2 separate regions of the Zea mays genome follow, and region 1 is linked to region 2. Evidence: chromatin contacts called from public Hi-C data. All regions are on one chromosome and are shown on one strand. Each heading gives the region's core, a stretch centred on a gene start, on an enhancer-like site or on the middle of the called end of the contact. The rest is flanking DNA. Distances are from core to core; before and after follow the strand shown.

Region 1 (6,585 bases), core at 1,625-4,124, 240 kb after region 2:
GCTGTCGCCACGAGGACCGAGGTATTAACTGCCACTTGTTTGGCTTACCAGAACTCGTGGGGCAAGGGAGGGGGGCGCTGGCGCGACGGCGTTCATGGAGGTTGAGGGGGTAGGGGCGCGAAGACTTCAGACATCGTGGACACAGACGCGACACGGGGGCAGCAGGGGCAGCAGACGCGACATTGGTTGTTGGCGGCGTGGAAAGCTGGAGAGCCGACGCAGATGGAGCGCGTGGACTGCGATGCATGGCGGAGGCGATGCTAGTAGGATATGAATAATAAAAGGAAAAGATGACCAGTCAGAAATACGACTGTTATGTTAAATAACCTGTGTCAGACGAGCTCGCCACCACCCATAATTATCCTTTGACATCTCCTCCCAGTTATATGTAGGAAAACCCCAATTTTGTCCATTCTTGTCAAAATAATCAAGAGGCGCTCCAGTAGTGGTATTCATGCGAAACAAGGTTGGGTATACCCAAGTATCGACACTATTCCTATCAACACCAATAGGTAAATCACCTTTCAGGATAACATTTTTCTTTCTTGCATATGTTGCTGCCTCAGATAACTAAAAAAATAATGTCAAAAATAAATACATGAGAGTAGTACTATGAGCAGTTCAGAACGACAATACAACAACAGGAAATACTTACTTGTATATATAGATGGTACTGAACATAGTAATGAAAACGTATAACATCATGGTGTAAAGTACCTTCAGAAATAAGTTTGTCAAGCTAAAACACATTACAAAGGGAAACCATCTTAGTGCTCATAAACATGTGCTCTCATAAAAAAAATAGAACAACATGTTCTTAGCAAGCTATAGTGGGAGAAAAGATACAAATACCAAATGCAGAATAATATTCTGAATACCTTATCCTTGGAAAACTGAGAAAAAACGATCCCATTGACTGTGATCAGAAGTCCCGCAAAAAGCAAAATGCCGCATATGGTTTCAACCATTCCTATTGGAGCAGTGTGAAAGCTTATCACATACAGTTTGGAATAGGAAATCAAGTACCATGATTACACATGAGAAACGAAATGGCAGTGAATGTACCTCGTTTTCAGATAAGAACTGCTGGAAAGAACTGGAGTTTAGCACTTTTTCCTTTTCTAAATTGAATATTTTTCTAGCAATCGACAATTTTGTGGACAATGCTGCCTCGTAGTCGACATCCTAATTTACATGTCATTTCCAAGTTAAGAAATAACCAAACATTAAAGATTTACTCAGAGATCTACAACAGTCAAAGACAACATGCAAATGCAATAACCTTTTTATCCAATTGCTTCTTTGCCTGCTGAATTTCTTCCTGTAGTAAATTTTAAATTGGGTACCAAACGAGGTGAGTAACAAACATTTAGTGGAATAAAAATAACACAGCCAAGACATACAATGAATAAATTTGAAAGCATAACAAAGGTATACCTTAACACAGGAATTGCATCTGAAAGTGCTTGTACCCTCAGGTACAAGGGATGCAAAGCAAACACAGAGAGGGAGCTGTAATTCACACATGAGGGGCACTGCTACTGTTTAGATAACGTCCTTACTAATTTCAAGAAAAACAACCATTATGAGCAGGAAACCTTTGGTATCGAATATTAGTCATACCTGTACGGATAAGAATCCCACCTCATCCCATGAACTGAAGTATCGTTGATTGGAAGGAGCTGAACAAGATGGAAGCCCAAATTGACTGCCCAGTCAACAAGAAGTTTAAGATCTAGAAATTCTCCAACGCCAAGGTCCTGATATGATCTGATTGAAAACATGGGTACAGCAACACCTGCACCCCTCCATGGTGCATCCTGGTAAATACAGATGAAGTATTAGTACACAATTTGGCTGTGTATGATGCATTGATGCATACTGATTCTCTCCTGCTCCGTTTGCCCAGCACCTCCAGCTACGTGCTGCCCTTCAGAGACAAGCATTAAGATGACTGATTTTGGCCAGCTGAAGCGACGCACGCACCTGGCAAGAAGAGCAGCAGCGACGCTTGATCCACGACCGGGTGGCCGCACTCGACGGGAGAGAATCAGCGTGGCGGCCCACCGTCGTCCCGGCACAGGACCTTGGCCGCCGCGAAGTAGTCCTTGACGGTCACGGAGCCAAAGCCGTAGTCGTAGAGGACCTCCAGCCCCTCTCCTGCTCCTCCTTCACCGGCAGCCCCTCGTTGTCCTTATCCTCCTCCACCTTCTCCTTCCTCTCCACCGCGGCCCCTGCAGATCCGTTCACTGTCATCGTCACTGTCGTCGACGCGTCGAGGGCTTGTGCGGAGGGCGAACCGCGCCTGGAGTCGGGCGCTGCGGTTTGTTTCCATGACCGAGACGCACGGCGATGGAGGCGGAGGTTGTTGAGAGCGGGCGTAGCGGGGATTCATCGCGGGCGGTTGGGGAATCGCGTCGGGAGGGGGCGGTCGTGCGCGTGATCCGCGGGCGGTTGGGGAATCGCGGCGGTGGGGGGCGAGGGGAATCACAACGACGGTCGCGTTATCCGCGGGCGGGAGGGGATGCGGCGGGGGCAGTCTACACTGCCCCCTTAATAGTTAGTAGAGATATATCCAATGGCTCTGTGATAATCAAATATATTTACTGAATAGAAAAGTCAAAGGTTTATTTGTTTTTTATTGGTGGTGGTGTGGTGTGGTGACTGGTGGGGGTGCAGGCTGGAGACCCGTTGTATGCAGGAGTACTACTCGTTTGTAGACCAGGCCCACGGAACCGAACAGAGAAAAATTCGCAGCCGCCCCAATCACATCAATCTCAACGAGTCAGCAAAGAACTCCTTTAAAACCCCACGCGCACGCCACGCCGGAGCTATTTTCACGCCACGCCACGCCACGCCTCTCTCCTCTCCTCTCCTCTCCTCTCCTCCTCCCATCTCATCATCTCATGGCCGCCTCGCGCGTCGGCGACCCGGCGGAGTCCTCGCGCCTGCGTATCGGCGACGAGATCGCGTGGTCCGAGATCAGCGGCGTCTACGACCGCGACGACTCGCTCAAGGAGAACACCAACCCCAAGTGCCTCCTCAAGAACCACCCCGGCGGAGGCGGAGGCGGAGGCGGCCAGGCCAACGGCTCCTCGCAGCGGTTCTCTGGCAACCTCAAGCCGACGGCGGCGCCCATCATCGGCCTCTCCGGCAAGCTCGGCCAGGGCGGCGCGCGGCGGCACCACCCGCCTGCCATCTTCCCCAAGAAGGCCAAGACCGGCGGCGGCGGGCGCGCGCCCAGGGCCGCCGTCCCGGAGCCCAGCTCGCCTAAGGTGTCCTGCATCGGCAAGGTGCTCTCGGACCGCGAGCGCGGGCGCCTGGGCCGCCCGCCGCGGCCTCGCGGCGCCGCGGGCGGGTGCTGCGGAGGCCTAGCGTTCTTGATGCGGCGGAGCAGGTCCAGGAACAGCGTCGAGTGCGTCGACCAGTCTCCTCCTCCTCCGCCGCCGCCCCTGGCCGAGGCGTCCAGGCGGAGGGAGAAGAGGGAGTCGGCGCAGGAGGCGGAGGCTGAGCCGGCGCCGGGGCTGGGCGGCATGCGGCGGTTCGCGTCCGGGCGGCGGGCTGCGGAGTGGGCGGCCGAGGTGGACGGCGACGGACGCGTCGCGACGTCTGGGCCGTTGTAGCGCGTGCGCAGGTGGGTAGGCAGGCCCCCGTGTAGTAGGCGGTTTGGGTGCGTGGGTTTCGGTTTGCTTTGTTGCTCTTTGTACACACTTGTTGAAATTAGATTAGAAATTGAGATTTTGGCTTGTCAAGCTTTTTTGGTTGCTCTGTTTTTATCTTCTCTCCAGCTATATACCAAGGAAGTAGGTAGCTTTGGTGTTTCCATTCATGGCGAGATCCGTGATTAATTTCGCCTCTGAATAACGCCCTTATCTTCTCCACATCGACGACGCTCATACCAGAGACAACATCGTAGTCGTAGGAGTCCATTCAATGCCCATGGCCATGGGAATAACAATTTCTTGCATGCCACTTTGATTTCTGTAACGAGTTTCAACTTTCAACATATACCTTCTACTAGTAGTGGAAATCAAGCATTCGTTGTTTCTTAGGATTCCTTTATCTTGGCGAGTGGCTATTGTGGTCATCAATCTACATCTACTACTTTTGCACTATCAAGCAACATGTCTTCGGAGTAAGGGCCTGTTTGTTTATCCTCCAGATTATATAATCTAGATTAAATAATCCTAAGAGGCAAACAAACAGTCCAGCTTATTTGCCCAGATTATATAATCTAACCCCTTGGATTATGATAATCCATAAGCAAGTGGGGAGATGCTTATTTCAGATTATTTTTTTCCCACTTCCCCACTACCCTTTCAAGTTTCCTAGAAATTACCCACCATTGCCATTATAATCCACCGAATCGGTTTTGCGCCTAGTACTAGTCAATTTGGGGATGAAGAAGGTGACATGAATGCCTTCCGTGATAATATTGCTAATGCAATATTTGCCAATGTCAATTGAATTTTTTTTTCATACATGAGTTTCAACCTAGTACAAATATAGAGGGCATTCTTGTCTTCCTCATACAAAAGAATCATATTAACAACTCAAATAATCTAGGTAAACAAACAGGACTACTCAATCCAAAATAATCCGGATTATATAATCCAAATTATATAATCCTCCAAAAATAATCCAGATTATATAATCTATAGGGGTAAACAAACAGGCCCTAAGACATGTTTCTTAGGGTTCCTATTTTTTATTGGTCATCGTTTATCAACATATCTTGTTTTCCTTCCTATATACTATTTGTCATCTTCACTAACCAAAACTGTTTATCGCAGCTTCGCTAATCAGATATCGAAGCGGAGTAGTTTCTTTTTGGATCCGCACCATTCAACTTTGGTTCCATTCCTTTCAACCGGTTTTAATTAAGACGCCTCACTCTGATTTCAATCATTACAACCAGTTCAAGACATTATACTCCTTTTACTGTCAACCCTGATTTTACTCTTTTTATCCTAGTTTAAGATAGTTCACTATGATTTCAGTCATGTTATTTTATTTGCATTGGTATGGGTGCCCACGAGTTTCACATCCATCAGTTGTGAATCTAGGTGTCAAATTCCACTCATGGGTTTACACCCGACCCGACCTCCTAAAATGATGGGATGTTGGGTTGTGTTTAGGTGTGACTTTTCACCCATGTGTGCCCGATGAGTCTTAGAATACGAATTTTGAGTCCTTGTTCGCACACGATTTTAGTCTAGCCCAATAAAATCCTAGGTCATTGTAATACCCAAGTTGTAAAGAGTAAAAAAATTGCCTTATATGATTTGCCCCTATTTATTAGTACATGTGAACACCCACAATTAAAAGTGAAATAATTAATAAATGACACGTAAGTAAGTAACCTATGCATCATGCTGGACTTCTTTTGTTTGTTTGTGCATCAAACACAAAAATTATAAAGGAGGCAAGTCTAGTTTCGAATTCAAATTAGGGCATCAAATAAAATGGGAATAGTAGAGTTAAAGAATGTAGGATATCCAATGATTATGCTAATAAATAAGTGATAATTATCTCAAAAGGAGATAGTATTATTCATAATAAGGTTTAATTAGCCGCATGAAGGTATGAAGTTCAAATCACTAATTCAAATTTATTAGAAAACTTGAAATTGGCAAAATAAAAAGAAATAAGAAAAAGGAAAATCTCAAACTCGCGTGCTGGGCCGTTATTTCCATGGCTCGACCCATTCCACAGAGTCCATCGCCCCCGCGCGGCCCACCTCCTACTGCTAGAATTGACGCACCGGTGGTCACTAAACCGCGGGACCGCCCTATCACACTAACCACGACCTCGGTCCACTTCTCAGTCTCCCGGACGCTTTCCGCTAGTCATTGACTGGTGGACCACCCCGGCGGAGGTCTTCTTCTCCGCGAATCTTGCGTGCGGGCGTAACAGAACGCCGCCGCACCCTCACCACCTCCGCCACGATCCCCTCGCCCCGCTGACTGGTTAGCCTATCCACTTGCACATATAAGTCGGGATGGGGCCCCTTGGCCGCGCTCGCGCGTCCCATGCCATTGAGAACAGCCCAGCCACTGTTCCATAGTTCCGAGAAGAGGTTGAGAGAGGGAGAGAGAGAGAGGGAGAGAGGGCACTGCGAGGTCGCAGCGACTCCTCATCGTCGAGCGTGGTCCAGTGGGTGCCTTGGTGGAGCGCCTAGAAGGGTGAATTGTAGCGCGTGCCTCCTGGATGAATTGTGGCTCTGGTCCCAGGGAATTCCTCACCAGAATTTGTATCTCCATCGCGGGACCGTCCTCCGCCGTGACCCTGAGTTTCTGTTGCGCCACCGTTGGTGAGGCTTCTCTTGAGTTCACTACCTCTTCCTCGTTGCTTTGCATCAAGTAGGGGATCGAACTTGGTCACTGGTTTGGAGTTTGCGAGTGCTCCGGCGAGCCTTAGCCGTGCGCGTTGGGCGGTGCCGCCGTCGGGATGGCCTGTGGGCAGGGGGGCTAACCGGAGCCGTAGATCGTTGCGTGGACGATCGCGATTAGATTCAAGATACCCCCTTCGTCGATGTTGATCTGGCGCATTGATCAGTGATCGTGCGATCGGGACGGGTTTTCC
Region 2 (5,763 bases), core at 1,926-4,425:
GATTCTTTCTTACCTCAATCTGGCTCTTAATAAAGTTTTCTTGTGCCTTCTGCAGTGAATTTTCAAGATCTCTTGTGCTTGTTCCTGAACCAACAACACCATCTGCACTAAAAGGCAGAGGCACTAAACCATCGCTGCTGTTTTGGAGCTGTGTTTCTTGGTCTTTTTGTGACTGATGATTGGAGCTACTGGCTTCAGATTGTGGTGCACTTGATGTAGGCTGGGGAGAACCAGACCTGCTGGTTGAATAAAACATAGCATATTAGTATTATGCTTTATATCATAATAACACCCCCCTACACTTCGTTATGCTATAAATACAGTAACAATTAAATTATAGTGAATACAAAGTACAGAAAACTAGACAAGCATTGTTAACAACCCCAGTTTGACAAGATGATAAACTTTGCTTTTAGACTTTAGAGTGTTTCAGAAACATACCTGTTTAGGGTGTTTGCTGGAGGATAAACAAAAGATCTTCCATATAAAGAAGCTGCTGCAGCAGCAGCTTCAAGTTTTGCTTGGCGCCTGCTCATGTTCTCACCTGGTGCTCCTTCTGAGGATGGAGTGGCAGTACCTGCAGCTGACTTTCCTCACATCAAAACAGCAATCACAGATATAGAACTGACAACAGAGTGCGTCCTCAATGATTCTTAAGGCTAAAATCAAAATATGTGGGGTAGTGAAATAAGATCAGAGAAATAAAGGAACAGAAACTCACCAGGTTGAACCCCAGCCTGGGCTCCATGTTGTCGTGATGATGCAGCACGTCCATTATCTGCAGGAACGATTGGAGCTCTGCACGTGGGGCAAGTGTGTTGGCGCTCTAGCCATGACCTCAGACAATGCACATGGAACAGATGCCCACAGAGCAGTTTCTTTGCTGTAGTCATCTCCTCACGGCAAATAATACATGTAGCATCACTCCTGAATACAATAAAATTTAAATGACACTATTTTTATAGTTGAGTCAACTGAATCACCAAAAATTAAAATATAAAACTAACGCATCGAGCTCTTCTGATGTAGCTTCTGGAAAGCGTTCATTCATGTTGGAAGTGATCTTTCTGTAACGTATGTAATCTGCAATGCGAATTCTGAAGCTGCGGAAGGTCTCATATAGCTCACGAATCAAGTGCAGCGGGACACCATAGTTCCTGATTCATATAACGAATCAATAACCATAGTTTGCATCCTAGTATCAGAGTACCATAATAAGAGAACTTACAAGAAGATAGCTATGAAGAAGAGCATGTATAATGACAAGTGCACAAGGTCACTGATGAGCTCCAAGTAAAATGTATAAACTGCCTTTCTCTCCCATTGACCTTCCATTAGCATGTCACTGACATAGAATATGTACTTCACAAATGTTGATAAAGTGGATGTTGCTAGTATCGTATATCTGAAACATGATTTATACTTGTTAGCTATTATTGAGTATTTTGAATCTTGAAATAAGAAAAGGCAGACCCAGTGCCAGAGTAGAATAAGAACTATACCCAACCTGCAAGCCATACGCCTTGCCTTGGAAGGAACAAGAAAAAAAATGATAGTGTAGCTAATGTTTCATGCTAATGGGCCTAATACTTTGCAACACTTAATGTATTGCTCAAACCTAAACAGACAACTGCACAAGCTCATAGCCTAACATTTCATAATATAGCAACAACAACATATAGATGAACTGATTAGCAAGATTGAGAATATTGAGGTAGTGAAATTAAGATATATTCATGGCTTAGCATATACACATCAAGCAAACAAAAAAAGAACAATAACTGCAAATCTGGCATTATTCATATGGTATAGGGCAGTGCAAACTGCAAAGGACGATACACAAAATGGAAAGAGGTCGTGTTACTGAAGAATTAAGATCTTTGTGGTAGCCTTGCAGGCATGGTACAGTGCAACTACAAAAAGACACTCGCTTGATATATAGACCTAACATATAGTACTTAGTTTTGCAATTTGTTGTCCATCATATTGGGAAATGCCATTTGAAAGAGTTCACTCATTTTAATCGATCTCTACACCTACTCTAATATTGTTGCGAAAGAGGATCGAATATTGTAGCGTGTCATATTGATACAGTGATAAAGTGAAAACAGAAAGCATAGATACATCTCAGGAATTTCCATGCACATAAAAAAAGGCATTTAGGCAAAATTAAAGAAACGAAAACTGAGCTTACTCAAAGGAGAAGAAGATGGCAACAGACGCCTCCCGCTTCTGTATGAGTGACCTGAGTGAGTTTGACAGGAAGAGGCAATCGACCGTGAGCAGGAAAACCATGAAGGATACAATCCTGATGTGCGAGAGCAAGGGCACGGAGGGTGTGGTCTCGATGTACTCGACCCTCTTCTGCGCGAGCCAGTGCAGTGCCTTAACAAGAAGCAGTGCAGCGACCATGGCAAGGAAGGACACCGAGAAGTCCTGCCGGAAGATGGTGACGGCGAAGAGAATCTCGATGACCTCCCGCCAGGACTGCTCGTTGAGGCGCTCGACCTCGGCCTCCCGGAGGGAGCCGAGGAAGAGACGCCTGGCGAGCTGCCAGGCGACGCACATGGCAACCAGGCCCGTGTTGAGGAGCAGCACGAAGCAGATCTTGGAGGTGGAGAGGTACACCATCGCCGGGTAGAACTGCTCCCGGCTGCTGAACGCGTAGTACGCCGCCGAAGCCGTCGCCAGCAGGCTGAACGCCGCGTACATGGGTAGTCGGATCATCTTCGCCACCGGAAAATCCCACAACAAAACTTCCGCAATGAAACCGCACCAGAACAGCACTGGGTCGCCTAGAAGAAACGAATGATCCAAAATTACCAGGCGCGATATACAGGGAAACAAATCTCAGAAGTCAGCCAGCTAATCCAAGCAAAGGGGGCAGAGCCAGTCACGGACATGGGCGATAATATATTTGGAGAGAGAGAGAGAGAGAGAGAGAGAGAGTGGTAGACATTAAACAGGCATACATGTACACTCAGATCCGGATACTCATAGCCAAATAGCTTAAGTTAGGGTTTGGAAGCTCCGTTTCGAACAGTACGAGAAGGGGTGGGCATACGGTATACCTGGTGGATGCTCTTCGCCGGCGAAGGACCCGACGGAACCTGGCACCTGGCGTAGGGCGTCAGCGTCGGCGTCGGTCGTCTTCGTCGCCACGAGAGAAAAGAGGGATGGACGCCTGAACGGGAGAAGAATTCGAAGAAACAGGAACGGCAATGGTGGAGCCGCAGTCCGGTGCTGTTTTGCCTGGGCCTGGAGCAGGCATGGAAACTGCCTGTCTAGGGGCTCTAGGCCCATTGGTCCGAAACAGATCCTTCGCGCTTTGTCTGAACAATTGAACTTGTCGTACCGATATGAAGAAATTTGAGATCAGCTTCTGACCTTTGTCTTTTCTTCTGATAGAGTTTTATTCAAGTATTTATTGTTTAGAAATACTATTTTTTTCTGAAGCAGGGTAGACGCAGGCGGACATCGAATTCAATCAGCCCCCCCCCTCCCTTCCGTTTTTCTCTTGCTGCTGCTGGTGGTGGGCTTTACCTTTATAAAATAGCTCTATCGATAGAGCTAAGTTGTTTTGATAAATTATTTGGTAAAATAACTTTACACGTAGTTATTTGGTTTCATTCTCCACGTATCTTTGGTGAGAATACGATTTAAGATAGTGTTTGGTTGAGGAGTCAAGTAGAACGGAGTCGTTTCATCCCTGATTCTAGGAACGGAGCCGCTTTGTTCTGTGTTTGGTAATCTGGAACAGAGCGGCTCTGTTTTTTGTTTGGTTAGATAGTGAACGGAACGGAGCGTGATGCGAGCGGGCTGGAAACGGAGCGGCTCCGTCCGGTTGATTTTTTGGAGCGGGATGGTTCCGGGTCTGAGGAGAATATTTCCTAATTGGAGTCATTCCGTTCTAGTTACTTTGTAACCAAACAACAACAAAACTGGGACAGAACGGCTCCGTTCTACTTGGCTCTTCAACCAAACACTACCTAAGAGAGCCCTTGAGGTGAAACAGTCATTTGGCATAAAAGGACTCCGAACGTCTTTAGGGCTTGTTTGATAGTAAGAGTAGTAGAAAGGATTGAGGGGACCAAAATCTATTACCATTCAAGTCTTATTAGTAAAAGATTTTGATCTTCTAAATCCTCTCCATTACCCTTGGTCCCAAACGTGACCTTAGAGCAACTCTAAGAGTGACTTAAAATAGCGTATTAAATTAAATTATAAGGCAAAAGGTTAAAAAGAGCACTCCAACGACCACCTTATTTAAAACAAATATCAAAAATATAGGACATGACTAAATGTGTCTCAAATATACAACACTGTCTAGTTGTTCCCTATCTCACTCGCGCCATATCTGGATAATGGGTGTCTGATAAATATACAACACTCATAATGGGCTCTGCTCGGTCCCACGTTATAGTGTCGGGAGCGTTAAGGGTCATACGTGATCATGTCTCATCCTATTGACAGGGACTCTAACGCCTCCCCGCCGTGCCGTGGCATCAGCCAAGACGGTATTTAGTGGCGACATGCCTTATCGTGGCTGGCGTGGGTCAACATTGTTTGCCTCGTTTTCACGTTAAGCGGGTGTAGGTGTGCGCCTACCCGCCATGTGGCAGAGGGTCGTGTAACTGGAACCCACGGATGTACCAGCCCTCGCCACAGGCCCTTATGCCCCCACCTAGCCCAGTTGCTTGCGCAAGCTTTGATCGAATCACCCCCCTCACGTAGTTGCTCGGTGGGAGTTGGTAGGGACGCCCACCTCATCCAGTTGCTCAGCGAGGCATGGTTGGTCCGTCCGCCTCGCCCACTTCCATGGTGGGACTTGGTCGGTCCGTTCACCTCGCCTGGTAACTCGGCGGGACTTGGCTGGTCTTACTCTCGTGGCTTCTTGCCTAGTTGGGCCACCATAAGTAATGGATCTACTTTGGATACCTCGTTCCTGAGACCCGTTAGCAGCACCCGAGCTTTTGAGCAACTCTTTGGAGTTGCTCAAAGGCTTTCTTGTTGGGAATCAGGATTTTTGATGCGCGCAAGCGCGTTTGCTAGATGTAGCCCTCCCCCCGAGTAATATGTGAGGATTGCTTAGGGGGGTATTTCACGAGTGTGGCGTTTTCGCGGCTTTGGGCGGACCCTCTTTTGCGATGGTTGGCTCGGTTTTATGTCTGATAATGTGCTTAGTGGATGTCGATGACGCGTTTGGGCTCGGTTGTTTGGTAGTTTTTTTGCACGCATCTCTCCCCAGAGAGATTTCTAGTCTTTTGGGGGAGGTTCGTCCATCACCGACCTAGTCGCGCGTGGAGAGGGAGGTCGTCGAGCTGCTAATGGGTTATCCAAGTGAGATCTGACCGCCCTCAGGTAGGGTTTGGTATGGCTAGTGGTCCCACTTGGGGGCTCGCCCCGTTGGGTGAATCTCATACAATCCTTCCTTACTCGACCCTCTATCGGCCCTCTGGTTCGACATGCGACCAAAGGGGGGTCAGTGGCACCCCATCAGCTGGTTTAACGCAAGGGACTGTGAGGTACGACCTTAGACACGTTCTCAACCCCAAATTAACTATGAGTATAATTACATTGGTGTGGTCGTCGACCACTCCAGATTCCACACTCGTCCTTCACCACTCACGGTGTTTTTACACGAATCCACATGATATTTACCTTCTTCGTCGACCACTCCAGATTCCACATATGCACCACAAGTCAAAAGACACGCTACATATACACACCCATTTTCCTATTAGTCCGCACGACTCAACCTAA

What was found. Hi-C and Micro-C count contacts between places; a contact is called where the count stands out from the background.
Region 1: a Hi-C map of tassel shows a contact between it and region 2, with 1.8 times the contacts expected there. The contact joins the promoter of LOC100278201 here to the promoter of LOC100217233 in region 2. A contact is called at or near these places in 2 of 25 Hi-C or Micro-C datasets (ear and tassel).

Annotation. Positions count from the first base shown.
Region 1 is chr2:147,719,442-147,726,026 of Zm-B73-REFERENCE-NAM-5.0, forward strand. LOC100278201 reads left to right here and starts at 2,875. Exons shown (of 1, transcript NM_001151555.2): 1 at 2,875-3,768. The coding sequence starts at 2,907. The coding sequence ends at 3,623. It also overlaps the pseudogene LOC103647079, the pseudogene LOC103647078 and the pseudogene LOC114574125.
Region 2 is chr2:147,475,582-147,481,344 of Zm-B73-REFERENCE-NAM-5.0, forward strand. LOC100217233 (ERAD-associated E3 ubiquitin-protein ligase HRD1A) reads right to left here and starts at 3,176. Exons shown (of 8, transcript NM_001143588.1): 1 at 3,072-3,176; 2 at 2,195-2,795; 3 at 1,229-1,405; 4 at 1,008-1,157; 5 at 722-927; 6 at 442-577; 7 at 14-239. The coding sequence starts at 2,727.